Regions from separate parts of the Mus musculus genome. Here region 1 is linked to region 2. The links are chromatin contacts, called in public Micro-C maps. All regions are on one chromosome and are shown on one strand. The core of a region is the stretch at or near the end of the contact, and the rest is flanking DNA. Distances in the headings are between cores, read along the strand shown.

Evidence for each region. Hi-C and Micro-C count contacts between places; a contact is called where the count stands out from the background.
Region 1: a contact with region 2 is called in a Micro-C map of macrophages, with 2.8 times the contacts expected there. The contact joins the enhancer-like site here to the promoter of Cd302 in region 2. A contact is called at or near these places in 1 of 39 promoter capture datasets (macrophages), 4 of 484 Hi-C or Micro-C datasets (granulocyte-monocyte progenitors, macrophages, muscle stem cells and 1 more), 2 of 115 datasets of contacts at active chromatin or transcription factors (bone marrow-derived dendritic cells and embryonic stem cells) and 3 of 9 other capture datasets (adipose tissue, embryonic stem cells and liver).

Annotation. Positions count from the first base shown.
Region 1 is chr2:60,365,982-60,369,560 of GRCm38.p6, reverse strand. Ly75 (lymphocyte antigen 75) reads left to right here. Exons shown (of 35, transcript NM_013825.4): 3 at 632-802. Among named protein-coding and RNA genes, the nearest start is that of Ly75, 16 kb to the left of the region's middle. Within about 2 kb of position 2,115, at least 7 of the 459 cell types and tissues checked have an H3K27ac peak or open chromatin away from gene starts, as enhancers often do. A contact at or near this core is called in macrophages, where this site is marked.
Region 2 is chr2:60,282,994-60,286,523 of GRCm38.p6, reverse strand. It overlaps Cd302 (CD302 antigen), which reads left to right and starts at 2,040. Exons shown (of 6, transcript NM_001290660.1): 1 at 2,040-2,464. The coding sequence starts at 2,404.

The DNA.
Region 1 (3,579 bases), core at 866-3,365, 83 kb before region 2:
GAGGTGAGTCTAGCTGGGCTGCCTTGTCTGGCCTCTGGAAGAGGATGCGCCTAGCCCCACAGAGACTTGATGTGCCAGGGTGGAGGGAAACCCAGGGGGATCCCCCACCTGCTCAGTGGAGAAGGAGAGGGGAAAGGGAGGAATGAGTGTGGGTGACAGGGAGGGGGAAGAGAGCAGGATGTAAAGTGAATAAAAAAGGAAAGAAATGGAGGTGAATTGGATCTCTGTCAAGATACCCATTTGATGGAAGTACCTGTGTCTGCCCACCCCCCACCCCCACCCCACCTCCATTCTGGAATCAGTCTCCTCTCACTTGATCAAGCCAGGGTCTTTCATTGCTTCCTTACATCACAGAAAAGAAACCTTACATTTTGCTAAATACACAGTGGGCAACCCTGGAGTTAAGCACTGATAGTCCCAGTTCGAAATGCAGAAACTACAGGAGACTCCAGCATTCAAAGGACAGATGAGAGCAGTCAGTCTCTGTGCTCTTTCCACAGTATATGGCCTGCTCAGATATTGTAGGCTCATAAGTAAAATCAACACTCTTCCTTCAAATGTTTTAGAAATTAGCTACCCTGAGATGGTTGCTCAGCTCTGAACTCTACTCTTCTTCCTCCCCATCCCACAGAGATATACACCAGAGATGGGAATTCCTACGGGAGACCTTGTGAATTCCCTTTCTTGATTGGTGAGACATGGTACCATGACTGCATTCATGATGAAGATCATAGTGGGCCATGGTGTGCCACTACCCTAAGTTATGAATATGATCAAAAGTGGGGCATCTGCCTACTACCAGGTATGTATGGGCTGGTGAACTCTCTAATAGCAAGAAGAGAGTAGCGTTTGTAGGAGGCAAAGGGAGGAAGGAGGAGTTTAAGAGGACTTAACATGTCTGCAGCAGATATTATCCAAGATACGGAATGTGCGTTTGCAGTAAGGGGAGGAAGTTGGGTACAGTTTTAATTTTGCCTTCAGAATCTGCTCAAGAAGAGAAGCAGGACCGTTTGTGGAAGATGAAATTGGGGGAGGGCATTGGGGAAGCTCAGCTACATCGGGAGAAAAGTGGAAAGGGCACAGCAGGTGGGAAGTCACAGCTTCAGGAGAAAGTGGGGCATGGGACACAGGAGCTTGGCTAGAAGGAGATCGCCTCTGTGAGTTTCCTGAAGCAAACCAGAGCAACAGGTACAGATGGGCTGAGCCAAATTTAGGATTGTGACTACTTAAAGAAGATCTGTGCCCTGAAGCCAAGGCTGGAAGAGAAAGAGATACCTTTGGCCCTCTCCCAATTAGTGACGGTGTTTGCTCGCCATGCTATGTGTTGATAAGGGTATGCTTTCAAGTTGTTTCTCATTAGAAGAAACCTATCCAGGGTGCTAAAGCATTCATTCCTCTTTATAGAAATGGACAAATCAAAGAAGTGCTCATGTTACTGTCTGGTATATAACAGAGACAGTTTCTTAGCCAATGGGCGAGAGCTACAATAAATCACAGTAACTGGCGTGTGTGCTTAAGAAACATTGAATGCCAAGTGTGAGAGCTAACTCTCGCAACCTCAGCACTCACAAGACTGATCCTGGAGAACGATAAGTTTCTGGTCAGCCTGAGCTGTAGAAGTGTGGGAATACTCTCTCAAAGAAAATGAACGACAATAGCTTGAAAGAGTCTATTAAAAGGAGAGAAAGAACTTCGGATGTAAATAATAATAATAATAGTGAATAATTAAATGACCTCTTGTCTTAGTTTGGGTTTCTACTGATGTGACAAAACACCAGGACCAAAAGGCAAGTTAGAGAGGAAAGGGTTCATTCGGCTTACACTTCTGTGTCTCTGTTCACCGTTGAAGGAAACCAGGACAGGAACTCAAACAGGGCAGGAACCTGGAGGCACAGGCTGATGCAGAGGTCATACGGTGGTCATCTTGCTGGCTTGCTCCCTATGGCCTGCTCAGTTTGCTTTCTTATAGATTCCAAGACCACCAGCCCAGCATAGCACCACCCACATAAACTAGGCCCTCCCCCATCAATCACTAAGTAAGACAGTGCCTTACAGCTCTGTCTTATGACAGATCTTACAGCAGTGTTTCTCAATTGAGGAACCTCCCATCTGATAAATCTATCATGTGTCAAGTTGGCATAAGGCTGTCAGTACCTCATTCCCAGCATCAGGCACTGTTCTAAGCCTTCAAAATCTATTATAACCATTCAGGCCCCATAACAACTACAGAAAAGCACAGTGAGGCCAAGGTGGCCCACGTAGTTGCATAAGGTCTTGAAGGTCCAAGAAACCTGTCTGTGAAGCCTTTGCCCCAAATGGCTCTACTTTCCTGCCCAGAGAAAAGGCAGCCTGGCGGTAGCGTATGCTGATCCCTTCTTAAGAGACCCCAAGCTTCTGATCAACTTGAAGAAGTTAGACAGGGCCAGCAATTCCATACATTAGGGGGCACCAATACCAGTTGGAGTGTTTGTTAGAACAGAGAGCCACCTCACAAGGTTCTGAGTCAGTGGATTTGAGGTGGGGTCGTTTCACAAGTTCCCAGGTCATGGTGATGATGCTGGCCTGAGGACCTCTCTATGAGAGTTGCTCTTCTAGACCAAGGACCGGGCTTTTTAAACACCTGGAATATTTTTAAAAGTGCACAGTGTTTGCTTCTTATCATTTATAACAAGTGAATTGTGGCTACGTGTTCTGTTTAACTCCCACTATTGCTTGGGTCAGAGATTTCAGGTGAGAGGAAGAAGCCCTGGTTGATGGAAAGTCCTGCCAGAGTCAGACCACACTTATGTGAAGCCTGGTAGAGAAGCCAGCAAGATGCCCATTCTGCAGCATGTTTGCCTGGTCCACCTTGTTGTCTTGACTGAACTCTGCCTGTGTACCTAGCTGCCTTCTTGGCCAGAGGGTGTTCGTGCATTTGTGTATCTACCAGAGTTGCTTTTTTTTATAAAAGAAAGCTACATTCTCAAATCTGAGGCTTGCTAAGCCATGGAGGTAGCGTGGAATAGCAAACACACTCTGTGCAGTCAGCAGTGGATCTCTGAGAGCCTCTCCAGTGTATAGAACCACGAGTGTACTATTTGGGGTATAACTGGTACTATTTGGTGTGTAACTAGTAGTGGAAAGCCCCTTTGAAACTCCCTGGGTGGAGCATTAAGTCACGTGATCCAGCCTGAGTTGGTTTTCCCTCTCTCTGGGATCACATAGGAAAATGAGTATATTTTGAACCAGTTATCTCAATATCTATATAATTTAATCATGGTACAACTTGAAGATTCTTTATTTGAAACACACATTTCTATATCTATATCTATATCTATCTCTATCTCTATCTCTATCTATATCTATATCTATATCTATATCTATATCTATATCTATTACATAGCTTGGAGAGGGAGGGTATTTAAGTGAATAAGAGTGCTTGCTATGCAAACATGAGAACTTGAATTCAAATTCTTGGCACCCAAATTTAGAAAGAGAAAGCTATACATAGTTCAGGACGCCTGCCAGTAACCCCAGTGCAGTGGAGGTCAAAGATAAGAGGATTGCTGGGGTTTGCTGGCTGCCAACATAGCTCCAGGT
Region 2 (3,530 bases), core at 791-3,290:
CCTTGAGAATTCCATACAGTATGTTTAGGTTATTGTCTAAGTTAGGGTTTTTGTTGCTGTGAAGAGACACTATAACAAAGGCAACTCTTATAAAGGACAACATTTAATTGGGACTGGCTTACAGGTTCTGAGGTTCAGTCCATTATCATCATGGCGAGAAGCACAACAGCATCCAGGCAGGCCTGGTGCTGGAGGAGCTGCGAGTTCTGCATCTTGTTCTGAAGGCAAACAGGAGAAGAACTGACTCCCATGTGGCTAGGAGAGGGTCTCAAAACCCACTCCCACAGTGACACTCTTTCTCCAACAAGGCCACACCTCCTCCAACAAGGCCACGCCTCCTCATAGTGCCACTCCCTGGGCCAAGCATATTCAAACCACCACAGTTATATTCACTCCCCTGTCCCAGTTCCTCTCACACCCATCCACTCTACCCTCCTCCCTTTCCACCCAACTTGTAGCTTTCTTTATTTCATCCTCTCCATCAAAGCCCAACTGGAGTTGCCCTACTACTTTTGGGAGCGAAGCCTGATATAGATTGTGGTCAACCAACTAGAGGGTCGCATCTTTAAAGAAAATTAACTTTCCCTCTCTCAGCACTATTAAATGCCATTAGGTCTTCGTCCACTGGTAAGAATCTGTGCCCTGCTAGCGCCTCAGTGGTGGGATTTTTATCTGGGTTGAGCTTTCATATATCTCAGGCATATGGTCACAATCTCTGTGAGTTTACATGTACGTCTGCCCAGTCGTGTCCAGAAGACAGTTTCCTTGATGCTATCCACGAGCTCTGACTCTTACTATCTTTCTGACCTTTCTTCCTCAAAGATTCCTGAACCTTGAGGGGAGGGGTGCAATATGCAAATCCCACTTAGGGCCAAGCCCTCCATGGTTTCTTATTTTCTGGACATTGACTAGTGGAAGGTGTCTATTAATTGCCATTTACTGTGAGGAGACACTTTTCTGATGAAGGTTGAGAGATACGCTCATCTATGGGCAAAGCAGTAGGTCTCTAGGAATTACTTTAATACTATGGCCATTTAGCAGAATAATAGCATTGTGCTTCCCCTTAGGGACTGCAATCTATTTAGCCACAGGTTCTTGGCACAGTGCCAGGTATGGTACTGGCGGGACTTAGATCCAATCATAAAATGGTTGGTTACTTTTGTGACATTCATCCAACTACCACAGCAGTACCCATATCTTGTTGGGCCCCATCATTGCTGTACCTTACAAGGTTCATATCTGGATGAGATAGAGGTGTGTGCTGTATACACGAATGGAGGAGAAAGAAGTATTTCCTCCTACATCCGTGTGCACAGCAAGCACTTCCCGGAGCGAAGAAAGCTAAATGGGAGAGTTGAAGCTTCCAAGTTAGTGCCATCTTGACCACCTTACCTGACTCAGCGATGTGGTTTCTTCGGCCACAGGGGCTTACCAACAAGTTCTGAAGATAGCCAAGACTATTGGCACTGACCTGTAGTTCTTGGGGCTTTATGAGATTCCATTGGCAACAACTCAAGAAGAACCCGTTTTTGGTACTGGGGTTTTATTTGCTAGGTGGTATCTATCTTCTTTCCCTCTTGTAAGGTAACTCCATTAAAATTTTCCTCTCTCCCTCCCCCCTCCTTCTCTTCCCCTTTCCCTTCCCCTCTCCTCCCTCCCTCTCTTCCTCTTTCCTTCGCTTCCTTCTCCTGCCCCATAGAGGCTGTGTTAGCTGTCCCATCCCATATTCCTTCCTTTAACTTGTGCTTCTACCCCCATCCCAGTCAAACCTTCCTGTTCCGTTATTCTCCTTTACTTTCGATACAGTAACTAGTGGCAGAGATATATTTTCTAAGAGGCATAGTCCACCAGGAGGGAATTGTGAAAAGGGAGATTACGGTTGCTGACACCACCTTCATTAAATAACCAAAGTCCATCAATCTTTGTCCCTCTGTATGATTCTTGCCAAAAGGGCACAAACAATTCTACTAAGAAGAAACATCAGACGAACCCAAATGTGCTTGTTCCTGGATAGGGTCCTAGAACAGAGATAATTGTCAAATGCCACAAGTGCTATGGATTAGTCAACAGTGCTCCACCAATGCTCTGTCCTGGTTCCTATCCTTGCACTGATGTTATGTAAGATGCTAACATTTGGAGAAGCTGCCGCAAGGATTACGGGAAGTTCTATTTATTTTTGCAACATTTTAGAAAGTCTGAGATTACTTCAGTTCAAATGAGAAGTTTATCTTTAACGAAGAGAAGTTGGAGTCTGCGGTGTGTCCGCCGCTTGGGGATCTGAGCGTCCCAGCAGTGCGACCCTGGGCTCCACTCCCCCGCCTCGAGTGGGAGGCGTCGCAACTGAGCTGGGAGCTGCGCACCCGACAAGCACCGCCCCCGGCCCGCTCTCGGCGCCGCGCAGTCATGCCCCACGCAGCGCTGTCCTCGCTCGTGCTGCTGAGCCTCGCCACTGCCATCGTCGCCGGTAAGCTTCCCCTGCCGCGCCCCGGAGAGTGCAGAGTCCCCGCTCCCACCGATGGCCACGTGCCTCGTCCTCCGACCATCCCGCAACCATCTCTCAGGCTGGGTGGCTTCAGAGAGCCAGACCCGGGACAAAGGCCAAAGCAGAGGACCCCACTTCCACCGTGTCTGTATCCTCACCTCAGACCCCCCAAGACGGTTAGCTCGCTAGAGGGTAGAGGAACTGTAGAGCCCTTCAATGGGTGGCAGTAGGGAAGGGGTGAGGCCTGGGGGTGGAGGGAGGAAACAGGCCCTGTCCCATGGCTAGTGGGCAAGTTGTTAAAACAGGAAAAGAGTTCAGCCACATAACCCCTGCATCCAGAGGGAGGAGAAGCCAGGCTGGGATCTCACTACAAACACTGCGATTTAGAGAAACCTTTGGTCGGCTGATATACAGTGACATCTGAAAAATTAGACATAATTAGTCTTGCAAAATGGCACACACACACACACACACACACACACACACACCCCGAGGAACACAGACAATTCCACCGAGCATGTGTTTTTCTTTAAACAGGCTTTCCGGGGAGGCACGTCAAAATATGTTAATGGGGAAACCCTGGGGGAGATTTCCTTCCAAAAAACACTACCAATCCTACCAATCCTTTCCGAGAATGAAAGAGCAAAGTAAACAAGAACTAAGTGGACACTTGTGTGGGCTTCAGTAACAGGATTATGCAAGGGATTTTTTTTTTCCTCCACTGGATTTCACTGCATTTTAAATAAATTTCTGTGTGAAATCGGCTGACAGCGGGAGATATTTTAAAGGCCCTGGGTGTTGAAGACCTAGCACACTGAGTTGCTCTGAGCTTGCAAAGCTCTTTTCTTGGGTTCCTGTAGAGCAGCACGGATGACCAGTCGGGCTGTGTGCTGCCTCTCTGAGAGCAGAAGCAAGACGTACTTTAATTTTATCTAAGGCTGCACTAGAGCTTCCTCGAAGTCTGGACCACCTCTGAGTCCTCCTTAGGCTCCCCTCATTATCTGGGACACCCTAACTCCCTCTTAGTGCTCTCTCTCTCTACCATGCC